3 separate regions of the Mus musculus genome follow, and regions 2 and 3 are each linked to region 1. Evidence: chromatin contacts called from public HiChIP or PLAC-seq data. All regions are on one chromosome and are shown on one strand. The core of a region is the stretch at or near the end of the contact, and the rest is flanking DNA. Distances in the headings are between cores, read along the strand shown.

What was found. HiChIP or PLAC-seq counts read pairs in DNA pulled down with a chosen protein or histone mark.
Region 2: an H3K27ac HiChIP or PLAC-seq map of SST interneurons shows a contact between it and region 1, with 9 times the contacts expected there. The contact joins the enhancer-like site here to the promoter of Tmem132b in region 1. A contact is called at or near these places in 4 of 484 Hi-C or Micro-C datasets (cerebral cortex, cortical neurons, embryonic fibroblasts and 1 more) and 2 of 115 datasets of contacts at active chromatin or transcription factors (SST interneurons and embryonic forebrain).
Region 3: an H3K4me3 HiChIP or PLAC-seq map of forebrain shows a contact between it and region 1, with 14 times the contacts expected there. The contact joins the promoter of Glt1d1 here to the promoter of Tmem132b in region 1. A contact is called at or near these places in 3 of 39 promoter capture datasets (embryonic stem cells, hippocampal neurons and pre-B cells), 1 of 484 Hi-C or Micro-C datasets (B cells) and 3 of 115 datasets of contacts at active chromatin or transcription factors (embryonic forebrain, embryonic stem cells and forebrain).

What each region holds. Positions count from the first base shown.
Region 1 is chr5:125,530,812-125,534,741 of GRCm38.p6, forward strand. Tmem132b (transmembrane protein 132B) reads left to right here and starts at 1,607. Exons shown (of 9, transcript NM_001190352.1): 1 at 1,607-1,879. The coding sequence starts at 1,819.
Region 2 is chr5:127,594,237-127,598,157 of GRCm38.p6, forward strand. It overlaps Slc15a4 (solute carrier family 15, member 4), which reads right to left. Exons shown (of 8, transcript NM_133895.1): 8 at 1,430-2,536. The coding sequence ends at 2,388. Among named protein-coding and RNA genes, the nearest start is that of Slc15a4, 21 kb to the right of the region's middle. Within about 2 kb of position 2,520, at least 36 of the 459 cell types and tissues checked have an H3K27ac peak or open chromatin away from gene starts, as enhancers often do. A contact at or near this core is called in SST interneurons and cerebral cortex, where this site is marked.
Region 3 is chr5:127,629,648-127,633,786 of GRCm38.p6, forward strand. Glt1d1 (glycosyltransferase 1 domain containing 1) reads left to right here and starts at 2,615. Exons shown (of 12, transcript NM_177005.4): 1 at 2,615-2,704. The coding sequence starts at 2,637. It also overlaps a transcript of Slc15a4 not described here.

The DNA of each region.
Region 1 (3,930 bases), core at 357-2,856:
GATACTCGCCCATGGAGGCAAATCAGACACGGTGATAACGGCTGCAGCGAGCATGAGGGTGTTACCCTTGGCGGATCGGGTCAGGGGTTTCCTGTGTGCATTCCTGGGAATACCAGCTAGAGGCTGCCCTGACTTTATGTCTCAGGTTGGGAAATTGAGGCTCTTTGGAGGATTATGAGTTTTGCCTGCCCTGGGTTCTCAACTAAGGATGCTGGGCCACAGTCTGCATCATCCCTGTTGACTGATTTGAGGTCTGACCCATCTTTCTTTTTTTCTTTCTTTCTTTCTTTCTTTCTTTCTTTCTTTCTTTCTTTCTTTCTTTCTTTCTTTCTTTCTTTCTTTCTCTCTCTCTCTTTCTTTTTCTTTTTCTTTTTCTTTTTCTTTTTTTTTTTTTTTTTTTTTTTTTGGTTTTTCGAGACAAGGTTTCTCTGTATAGCCCTGGCTGTCCTGGAACTCACTTTGTAGAGCAGGCTGGCCACGAACTCAGAAATCCGCCTGCCTCTGCCTCCCGAGGGCTCGGATTAAAGGCGTGCGCCACCACTCCCGGCTTCTGACCCATTTTTCTACGCCAAGCCAGGACACCAGAAACTGGTGGCAGGTTGAGCAGAACCCAGACTCTAATTCAGGTGTTTAGACACCACAGCCTCTGTCTGGCTTTGCAGCCTGGTGAAGGGAACTTCCAGGGCCTCTCAGAGAAGCACCTCGGAGCTTCCCTGTTTCAACCTGTCGCCTGGACTAGGCTGTGCATTCAAAGGGACTGTAGTTTCTTGGTCCCTGTAAGCTGGGACTCTCTTCCCACGCCGGGCTGAAGCCTGGCCCACTTCGTGGACATATCGGACGACCTGCCTTGGTGGCGGAGCCGTGCCTCCTCTCCCCACTCCTTAGCACAGAAAGAGCGCTCTGATCTGCCTGAGGCTGGTAGATACTCTTGCGGGCTCTCAGGCCACACCACATCTATCACGTGCCCTAGTCTGCGCGCAGCAATCTATCCCTCACAGATGCCTCCTCTGCGGGCCTCTCCGGTAGCTTGCTTGCCTTCTCAACCCCGGGGACGCCCAGCGTTGCGCTCCCTCCCAACACTCCCTGGGAACCCGCTCCGCACTCTAAACGCTCTCTCTGTCCCTGCCCGACTACCTATTCGGGTCTCCACAGGCCTTGGCGGCCCTGTGCTCTCCCCTGGGAGTGAGTGACACATCCTGACGCTTAACCGCTGGGTGGCCGCCTGGTGTCTTGGCCCGGAGGAGGGGAGGGGACTGGGGGGGGGGGAGGACACCTCCCTGCCTCCTCTTTTTCTATTCTTTAACATCTCTGGGTATGTTCCTCCTCTCTCTTCCTCTCTTCCCTATTCCTCTTCTTCTCCCCTTCCTTTCCTCCTTTCATCTCCTTCCTTCCCTAACTCCATCCTCCTCCCTCTTCTTCTAGCCCCATTCCTCCTCCTCCTCTCCCTCCTCCTTCCTCCTCCCTTCCCCTTCTCCCTCCTCCTCCTCCTTTCCTGTCCTCCTCCCTCCTCCTCCCTCCTGGCTGCTCCCCTCCTCCTCCCTCCTCCCTCCCCTCCTCCCTGCTCGGCTCGCTCACTCTCGCGCTGGCTGGAGGGGCGGCCGGCAGCTGGCGCTGGCCGAGGCGGCGGCGGGATGGGACGCGCGCTGGGGCGCAGGAGCCGCGGCGCCGGCGGGGGCCGCGCAACTCCGGCCAAGTGCAGGGCGGGCGCGCGCTGAGCCCGGGCGCCGTCTGCAGCCGGCGGCCGAGCGCGGAGCTGAGAGGTGCGGGAGGCGGCGGCGCAGGAGCGAGCGGAGCCCGGCGCCGGCTCCCGGGAGGACCATGCGGGCCCCGGCCGCGTCGCTCGGGCTGCTGCTGGCGCTGAGCGCGCTCCGCTGCGCAGGTAACGCGGCCGCGTCCCCTCCCCGACCCCGCGCGCAAAGTTGCTGCCTGGGTCCCAAGTCCCGGGCGGCCGCCGCCTCCTGCTCTTGGCGGGTCTGGGGAGCCCCGGGCGGCCCAAACCCCGCGCGCGTCCCCTTTGCCTCCTCTCCAGTCCCAGCTGCCCTTTGGATCCTTTTGGGGCTCCGGGAGCCACAGGCAGGGCTCCCTGAAATACCCCTCCTTACGCTGCCTGGCACCCGGGCCCCGGGGTCTGCTGGAGATGTAGTGGCCCAGCGTCCGTGGATTGCTGTCCTGTTGTCTGGACACCTGCGGGGCCTGGAGGTCGTCTGGGCTGGCCATGTCTGGCTTGGCTGCAGTCCTTCCCGCGCCTGGTTGCCCCTCTGTTTCCAGCCTCCCAAAGCTACCCGCTCCCCCAAGTGGCTCCCGCTGTCTCCCAAAGTAGCTTCCGCAGGCAGCCAGGTGACCCTGCCGCTCACCCTCTGGAAGCGCGGGTCGTCCCAGCACCCTGACCCATACGTGGTCTAGCAGGACCCGGGAGCGTGGTCCGCTCAGGCACCTAGTGATGTCTAACGTGAAGGTGTTCAGAGCCCTCGCCCCGGGATCCGGGAGTCTGGCTCCAGACTGGCACCTGCGCAGCTGTCGCCTAAACCCCGCGAATGGGGGAAGTCAGAATAGCCAGTTATATGCTGTTTGCAGCCTGGGATGGAGTTGGCTAGGTTCAGCCACCTCGGTGTTGCTACGTGTTGGTTGTAGAGGAAGCTTATCCTAAAATGACAGTACCCCCCTCCCCCACCCCAGGCAAGTAGAGACAATCCCAAAGGCTGGGAAGAAGCGACAGTCACGAGCCCTGTTCATGTGCGTATGAGGGCTGTGTTCTCCAGACCTTTAAAGCCCACGTTTTGGGAGCAGGTAGCTTTAGACTGAGAGCTTCGCTTCCCATTCCTTAAAACAAAAACCGACCGTACAGATACCCAGAACGCGGAAGGAAAAATGCACCCTCAACTTTGCGGCTCCGACTGCCTGGGTGAGGTCGCACTTAGGAGTAAACCTGGATGCCAACTTGTTTGGAAGGATGACTGTGCATAGGCAAAAGTAAATATTGCCTTCCTTCTAGATGACCTCAAGTGACCCCAAATATTTACTAAGACTTTCCCCTTGGAGAGATGGTGGCCAGCCTTGGGCTTTGTTTGCACCACTGGAGGATGGCTCTGGTCCTCAAGTGGAGGGCTCTTCCTTGGCGCCGTTAATGAGCAACCTCGAGCTGCTTGCTCTTGGAACTCCCCTGTGGGTTGGAGAGGGGCACTGACGGGGGTCCAGGCCATTTCCTCAGAGCGGAAGCTCTGAGACGCGGTTGCCAAAGTGCACAGTCCCTCGGACTTGCAAATTACAGTGTTGTGGCTATTTTCTCTCTCCACGGGGGTCAGCGTTCGCCTGGCTGTGTTCAAAAAGCCATCCTGGGCAACCTTGAAGGAGGAAGCTGCCTGTTTCTTGCCTTGTGCCAGAACGAGTCCCCTCACCCTGTCCAGCCCCACCCAGCTACAGAAGAGCCTGTGCGTGGATGGCTCTGGGAGGCTTGTGGTAGAAGAGAGGATGTGCCACCCCTGGGAACTCATTCCCGGCCCTCCTAGGAGGTGTCAGTGCAGCTCTCGGCTGCATAGCTTGCCATACTTTGGGTCCTCGGTTGCCCATGCCTTCCATCGGTTCCCACCAGGGACATAAAGAGAAACACAGTTTGCTAAGCCTATATTTAGCTCCAAAACAAGGGTGATGTTTCTGAAAGAGCTGCCTACACTTGGTTGGTTGGTTGGTTGGGAGTTAACCAGCTTCATCTAGAACTGGCTGCATTTTCTAGATCGTTTCTGGACCAACCTTAGATTGAGTGGCTGAGACCCTGGAAGTGGGGCTTGAAGAGTTCAGCTGTACGGAGGCGCTCCTATAGCACACGTTCTGTTGCCTGTGCCCTCTTCCTGCGTGGGCAGCTACCCCGGGAAGGAGAGCGGTGGGCGGACTTCTTGGAGCTTCGTGAGGGCTGAAGCATACGGAATTGCACTT
Region 2 (3,921 bases), core at 1,270-3,769, 2.1 Mb after region 1:
TGTTGCCAGGCGGTGATGGCGCATGCCTTAATTCCAGCAATTGGGAGGCAGAGGCAAATGGATCTGAGTTCAAGTCCAGCCTGGTCTACAGATTAAATTCCAGAACAGCCAGAGTTATAGCTACACAGAGAAATCATATCTTGAAGAAAAAACAAAACAAACAAACAAAACGAATCTCAGCTTCTGCCTCAGGATATGAGGACACACATAACCCTGAAGAAGCTAGTCTGTCTCCACAAAGAACAGTTGAGGTAACACAGCCAAGAACTCAGGGCATACACAGCTTGAAACACCCCAAACAGCACAGCTCAGTTTGGTGTGTTTTATTCAACTGCCAGCTTAGAACTGTAGATCAGAGTGACTGCCTATGGTCTGTCTGTTCAGATGCTAATGTCAAGGCTTTAGGACTAACACCAGCTCAGCCACAAATAGATCTCCCACAACACAGACTGGAGGTGAATCTGGTACCCACCAGTCTTTCCCAGGTTTGACTAACATGCAAGATCATTCTCAAATGTGGGCATCTAAAGGAACCCCAACAGACATGGAAGACATGGCAAGAGAAAGCCATTCAGTCTGCTCAGTACCAGGTACCATCCTGTGGGTGCTATGGAGACATGAGTAGAGTGAACTTCCACCAATAGCTGCTGCATTTCTCCAGGTGGAGGTGCCACTCACTGAGCATGGCTGGTACTGAAGCCAACCCCACTATGTAGTCTCATTAGGATGATGGATGCTCTCGCCACACTCAGCCCCAGGACCTTCGAGACAGTTCCCACAGGTCCTTTTCATCACACCAGAGTCTCTTGCCCAGCTGCCATTCTTGTCTCACTTAGGGTGCTCCCTGGGCTATCAAAGCAGAAATGCCTATGACCAGCACACACCCTGTGTGTCCACAGCACACTAAGGGGTGGCAGAGGTCCTTCTCTCATGCAAATACAGAAATTCCTGTGAAGAAAACCTACTTTTAGAATATGTTTTACTTGGGGTGGAAGGTTGCACATCATAATGGTGTAATGTAGAGGTCAGGACAACTGGTTCCTTCCCTCCATGTCTGCCAGCCTCAGGCTTGGGGACAGGCACCTTTACCTGCTAGGCCTTCTCACCAACCCAGGAAAGTCTACGTCGTGACAGCAGATTAATGACTTCAGCATCCAGCTTCTTCTTTAAGATATGGGCAAACCTCTGCAGAACTATCCCCCCCAACCCGCCCCAAAGCCAAGAACAAGGGGCACAGTGGATGGTTTTTATCCTGAAGCTTCTTTCTTCCTGGTGTGTGAGAGAGGCAGAGTCAGGTTTCTGGCAGAAGTGGACTTGAACACTGTGGCTCTAACACTGGGCCAAAGGAATACAAGGCTGAGCAGGCAGCAGCTGTAGGGGATGCTGAACTGATGCAGAGTATGGAGAAACCATCAGGAAGCTCTTGGTGTCAGTCTGAGAAGCTTTTATAAAATTATACAAAACACAGCAACACACACAACAGTTCAGTTGACAAACTCAGAACCCCAGATGTCAGTAACGGTACAAAGCTGGGCCAATAGCCCAGCAGCTCCCATGTTTTCCCCACTCACCACCTGCCTCCATCCTTACTGCTACACAAAGTCAAGTTCTCAGAAAAGATCTGCGTGGTGTAACTGCCAATCTCCTGCCAGCTGCTGTCTGGTTTCAGTGAGGACATGGTGTCCTCAATCACCACGGACACATGTGCTTAAAGCAGATCAGTTGTTCATGACCTAAGTCCTGCTGACCATAGTGACAGACATCTGAGATCTCAGCACTTGAGAAGCAGACATGAGGCAGCCCCAAGTTTGAGGCCAGCCTAGTCTAATAAAAACTTCTTTATCTCAGTCAACAAAACCTACTTTCTGAGCAGATGAGCCTACATGACTGACCCACAAAGGCCTTGGCATCAGCCAGGCCTGTGACAAGAGTCCATGATGGAGTAGACACAGCTCCTAGGGCTCTCTTGACATCAACCACACTTTCACCTCTAAAGAGAATCCTCCTATGCCTTGATGGAAGTGCTTGCTAATCGTAAAGGAGATGCTATGAGGAAGTAACAATATTTGTAAGGAATAAGGATGGCAGCAGCAGAACGGTGGCTGCCCAGGAGAGCATGGCTGGCTCAGGACTGGCAGAGACCTTCAGTGAGAGAAGCCACATCCTCATCTCCTGGCAGGCCCAGTGCACATGAGACGGGCCATAGTAAGGCACTCACCACCATCATCCGGGCATAGGGAGGGAGAAGCCAGTCCAGACAACATGCAAGTTCAGAAGTTGGGACACCAACAATCTAGCCTCAGTCTGCTTGCTGGCAGTGCCCTGGTAGTTAGCAAGCCCTGAGGCCTTAGAGTCTGCAGAACCTGTGAGCATGCTGGCTGGCTGCATCAGGTCCTCGTGCTGGCTGGCCCCCCATCTGTCCTGGCTCGCTGGCGGTCGTACTTCACAGACACAATGAGGAAGAGCAGCAGCGTAGCTCCCTGGATGGCGGCCAGCAGGAAGAAGTAGTAATGCAGGTGGCAGCTGTTGATGTTCCCTAGGAGCGAGCAGACACCTCCTGGTGAGCACTCCACAGACAGGGCACCTTCTCACTGGCTCTTGGCCACCTGAGAGGGCAATGGGCACTAGCCACCGGCCTCTCCCATCCTTGGTGGGAGGAAGGTGAGAAGGCAGGTGTCCCAGCCCTAGCTCTGACTCGGAGGAAGGCTTGTGAGGCTGGGTGTCACCTCAGGCCTCTCAGCGATGCTCCTGACTTGCATTTTCTCCTCCACACAGACATGAGAGAAGCTTCCTGTGCTGCTTCCTGCCTCTCTCTGAGGCGCTCTCCTATCACTGCCTACACTTAGCACTGAGTGACACTTCTGAGGATGAATAAAGCCCACACCACATTCCTCTCAGCAATGCTGCAGGGGACTGACTGTATCTAGCACGGTCCCCAATTTGTGGGCCTTCCCACATGACAGGTAGCATGAGGAGATATCGTCCCACCAAAGCGGTGATTCTCAGCCTTCCTAATGCTGCAACCCCAACTATAAAATCATTTTCATTGCTATTTCATAACTATAATTTTGCTGTTATGGATCATAATGTAAATCTCTGACATGTGACCCTAAAGGTCACCCCACAGGTTGAGAACTACTGCTCTAGAGTAAGCTAGATGCTTTTCCTTAGCATCTTTCGAGTTTTGCATATCTATATAGGCAGCCCTCCCTGTTATAATGCACACACCTTGGTCTCACCATAAAAGTAGTGTCACAGCTTTTATAGCACCCAAACTCCAGAGGAAGGAGGCAGGTGCAGGTCAGGGCCATAGACTGTGGAGCTCCCACAGCCAGGTCGCAAGGTTGGAGCCTGTGGTCTCCACTGTGACTCTGCGCCTGTGAGGACTTGGGCCTGTGTAAAGCAGCTTTAGCTGTAATGCTGCCCACCTCACACTATCACTTCTGTAAACCACCGCTCCAGGACTACTACAAAGATCCAGGACCAACATACATGCCGGTGGCAGGATGACAGCTGGGCACAGCATGAAAGGAGCACTGAGGGTGCCTCCTGTCCCCATAATGAGTCTCCACAGGTCTCATTCATAGCTCTCAGGGGCTGCCGAGGAGCACGTCAGCTATACTCCAGGTGACTCATCATACAAAAGGGAACTGGCGCACAGCTCATGCTGTGGCTGGAGGTTGTTGCACTTTCTGACACTTCAAAAGCATGTTCCAGTCTCTACTGAGAAGGTAAGACTTGTTCCTCCTAATGTCCTTTTATGCTGGGTTATTTTAAACACCCTTTACTACCTGAGCAGATGCTCTGAGTATCAAATGTCTATCAAGCAACACGGGCAAGCACAACACAGGGTCCCAACAAGCACAGACACATGATCCACAGAGAAGGACAAAACCTCTAAGTCTGCCCCAAAGGGGAAGA
Region 3 (4,139 bases), core at 1,365-3,864, 2.1 Mb after region 1:
GGTTTGATTTCTGAGACAGACTCTTCCTATGGATTCCTGGTTGGCCTAGAACTCACTTTGTAGACTAGACTGGCCTCATACTCAAGAGTTCTCACTGCCTCTGCCTCCAAAATGCCAGGACTAAAGGCATGCACCCTTATACCAGCTTCAATCCTACTTTTAAAACATACCTTGGATAGGGGTGGGATGGTGCTGGCGAACACCTTTAATTCCAGCACTCAAGAGGTAGAGGTTGTTGGATCGCTGACTCTGGTTTACAGAGTTGAGTTCCAGGATGGCCAAAACCTTGTTTCTCAAAAGACCAAAATCAAACCAACCAATCAGACCAACCAACCAAAACAACAAAACAAAACAAAAACCCATGCCTTTAATCCCAGCACTGGAGAGGCAGAGGCAGGCAGATCTCTGAGTTTGAGGCCAGCCTGGTGGTCTACAGAGTGAGTTCCAAGACAGAAGTCCTACATAGTGATACCCTGTCTCAACCAAACCAAACTAAACTCAAAATGACAAGAGTTTCAGCAAGTTACCTATGCTGGCCTTGAACTTTCTACTCTCCTGCTTTAGTGTCTTGACCAGCAGGTGGGTTTATAAGTGTGTGTCACCATACGTAGCTTGCACCAACAGAGATCATTATACATTTTCTTTTGTTCCTCTGTAGACAGATTAGATCGCAGAGGTGACCTCAGACCTCCCCTCCCATTTTTCTGATAAACAAGCTTTGCCGAGGGTGACAGTGTGCACCACACACTCATCTTTTGGCCAGCTTCCTTGCAACCTCAAAGCACTCACGTCGTCATTAAAAGAACACCATCAAGGGTCCCGGTGAATTTCCAGAAGTATGCCTGAAAAATGAGATGTGCTACTCTGAGGGCATCATTTTTCCTTCCTTCTCTCCTTCCTTCCGGAATGTGAATGTGATGGGTTGAGCTATGGCAGTCAAAAGACGCCTGGAAGACATCTCCAGATTCAAAAATAAATTCTGGGGGGCTGGAGCAGAAGGGAGCCGTTCCTACTGAGGATGTGGGTTTGAATCCCAGAACCACATCAGACAGCTCACAACCACTCGTAACTCCAGCTCTATAGGATCCAATAACCTCTTCTAGCCTCCACAGGCACCTAAACAGATGCACATGCACGCGCGCATGCACACACTCAAAAATAAAACTTGAAAGAAAGAAAGAAAGAAAGAAAGAAAGAAAGAAAGAAAGAAAGAAAGGAAGGAAGAAAAGAAAAGAAAAGAAAAGAAAAGAAAAGAAAAGAAAAGAAAAGAAAAGAAAAGAAAAGAAAAGAAAAGAGCAAGTCCTATTAGTCTTTTCTGTGGAGAGAAGGAAGAATCAGGTAATTATATGATTAAAAAAAAACAATCAAACAATCAAACAAACCAACCAACCTTCCCTTGCTTCCCCCCTGTGAATAGGTAGGAGAGTGGGTCCAGTGTTCCCCTGCAGAGGCAGGCTTTGTCCATTGACAATCAGAGACCAGTGTGTTACGAAGCTGGACTGGGAGAAGGCTACTCAAGGGACCCAGGCACCTACTCTTTCTTCTTTGAAGTTGTTAGGGAGTTTTCAGGGATGGGAAGAGATTAATTTCCGGGGCTATGCTTAGAATATTGGTTCTATAATATTGATGGGCTTTAAATAATGCACATGTCTTTGTAAAACGCCATGAATTCACCCAAATGTCACGCTGTCACAAGACTGTCTCTTCCCACCCTTCCTGCTCAGGTGTATTTAGTGCAGGAGGCTCTGAGCCCTGGGCTCTGCACAAACCTGACTTCCTAGCCTTACACCACACTCCTCAAAAACTGCCTGAGGCTGCGGATGTGGATGTGGCTTAACGCTTGGAAGAAGAGTCTAGCAAGCAAGAAATCCAGGGCTGCTGGGTGCCCCCCCCCCCCCACTTCCCCTCCTTTCCTCAGAATCTTGTGGCTGGTCTTCAACTTACAGCAATCCTCCTGCCTCAGTCTCTGTATTCCTGGAATTGCAAACCTACATCCCTGAACCCAGCCAGCTCCATAACAGCCTTCTCTATTTTGGTTCTCCATACTCTTTCTCTGGAAGTTCACAGAACTTAGTTTGGGGAAGCCAGAGTCTACAAAAGGACGGACTGCCTACATACATAGAGTCCAGGGCATCCTTAGGGTCTAGGGTCCTCTCAATGCAAAGTGAAGCTCAAGTCCCCTCTCCACATGTGGTCTTGTACCTACACCTCACCTGGTCCTAGTCTCTGGGGGAGCAGTCTCTGTATCAGCCACTATGTTGCATGTAGGAGCCCAACTCATGATCTTTACGAGGGGAAGTCACAGGACAACCTATGTTCTTGGTGCCTGAAGAGTGGACAACCTCCCCCCACCTCCCATCTTTCTGAGCTCGTGGCTGTCTGACACCTGGTCTCGTGACCCCCACCCCCACCCCCACCCGCTAGTCTCCTCAGGTCCCCTCGGGGCCCCCAGATCTCCCTTCTCCCTTCCCTTCCCTTCGTGTCCCCTCCCCTGCCCTCCCTGCCTTCCCTCCCTCCTCCCCTCCCCTCCCTACCCCTGAACCTGCGGGCTCCGCCTTGGAACAGCAGGCGGGACCGAATCCACCCCTACCCCTCCGCCCGGGCCTGGTGGCCCAGTTCTTGGCGGTAGCGACGACATGCGGCTCCTGTTCCTGGCAGTACTGAGGCCTCACACTGGCAACGCGGTCACAGCTGGGCGCCTACGGTATGTTGCGGGGACCTGAGCATCCCTCGCGTGGGGATGCCGGACTGGGCCGGGCGCCGGAGCCGCGCGTGCACAAACGGCCGGGTTGTAGGCGCAGGTGCGGGCGCGAGGGGCTGCAGCTCTGATTCCAGCTGCCTGCTGCCCTGTCTGGCTATTGTGAGTGCCCTAGGATGCCGCAAAGAGGCCGCCTGGGCCAGCGCTGGGACGCGGGGTGGTGGTGGGGGAAACCAGAGGCTCAGCAAAGGCCTCGCTGCAGACTTGAGCTTTGGGCAGAGTGGCCTGGGATGAGAAGCGGGGACCCACGTGGCTGGAAAGACGCAGAGTCCCGGTGCATCGGATGCTCCAGCACGTGCGGAGATTCAGGGTCCGAGTTCCGTGGCTGCTGCCATTCCCTCCCCCGCGCCCGCACTTCCTACCTGGTTCTCTTCTGAACGCTCAGCTTATTTTATTTAATTAGGCCTCTTTTTGCTTTGTATGTTTACCTGGGACGGAAGCCTGGAGCCAGGACAAGGCAGGGAAGGCGGGTCCATTCACCTCTGGCCATCTGGTTGCCTGGATCAAACCGGGCTGGTCTGAATCATTGGAAAAGCAGACACTTACGTGCCCGTGCTCACTTGCTCGCTCCCCCCCGCCCCCCGCGCGCGCTCTCTCCCTCCCCTTCCACTTGCTTCAAGACATTTCCCAATGGCTCCCCCCCCCCCCCCGCCCCCAGTGGGTATGTTTCCTCATCATGGGAAAGAGCCGTTGAGTCTTCAAGCTAAAAAAAATGTTACAGTTCCTCTCAAGATCACAGTGAACAACCAAAGGCGGGCAGATGCATACCTGAAGTTTCCCCGGAGTGGTGATAGTGTTGTGATTGTGTGAGATTCCCCTCCCTCTAATTCAGTCACTCTTCGGGCTCTCTGTGGACTGAGCTCTTTCCAGTAGAAAAGTGCAAGTCATTTACAAGGAGAGTAAACACAGGGGTAAATCATTCCAGGGCGATTGGGACCATGGAGCAAATAAAACCATGCTGGGGTGTGGCCAATTTGATAGAGTGCCAGGCAAGCATAGGTGAATCCCTGGGTTCCGTTCCCAGCAGTGCATAAACCCAGGAGGTGCGGTTGTACATGACCACATGCTGATAACCCCAGCCTTTGGGAGCTGAAGGCAGGACCATTAGAAGTTCAAGGGCATCCTCTGCTACTGTCAACTTCCAGCTACTTGAGAGCCTATCTCCAAAGCAAAGCAATACCAAAACAATATAACCTTTGCGTTGGAGGGGCTCCTTCAAGTGATAAGGTCCAGGCTGGGCTCTCGGCAGAAGTAGCTTGTAAGCTAAGATCAGAGGGAAAGCACCCACAGGTCCCGAGGCCAATGTTAACTTAAGCTGTTCAAGAAACAGAAGGTTGGCGAGACAGTTATCCAGCTGTCTTGTGCACATGGTAAGAGGAAG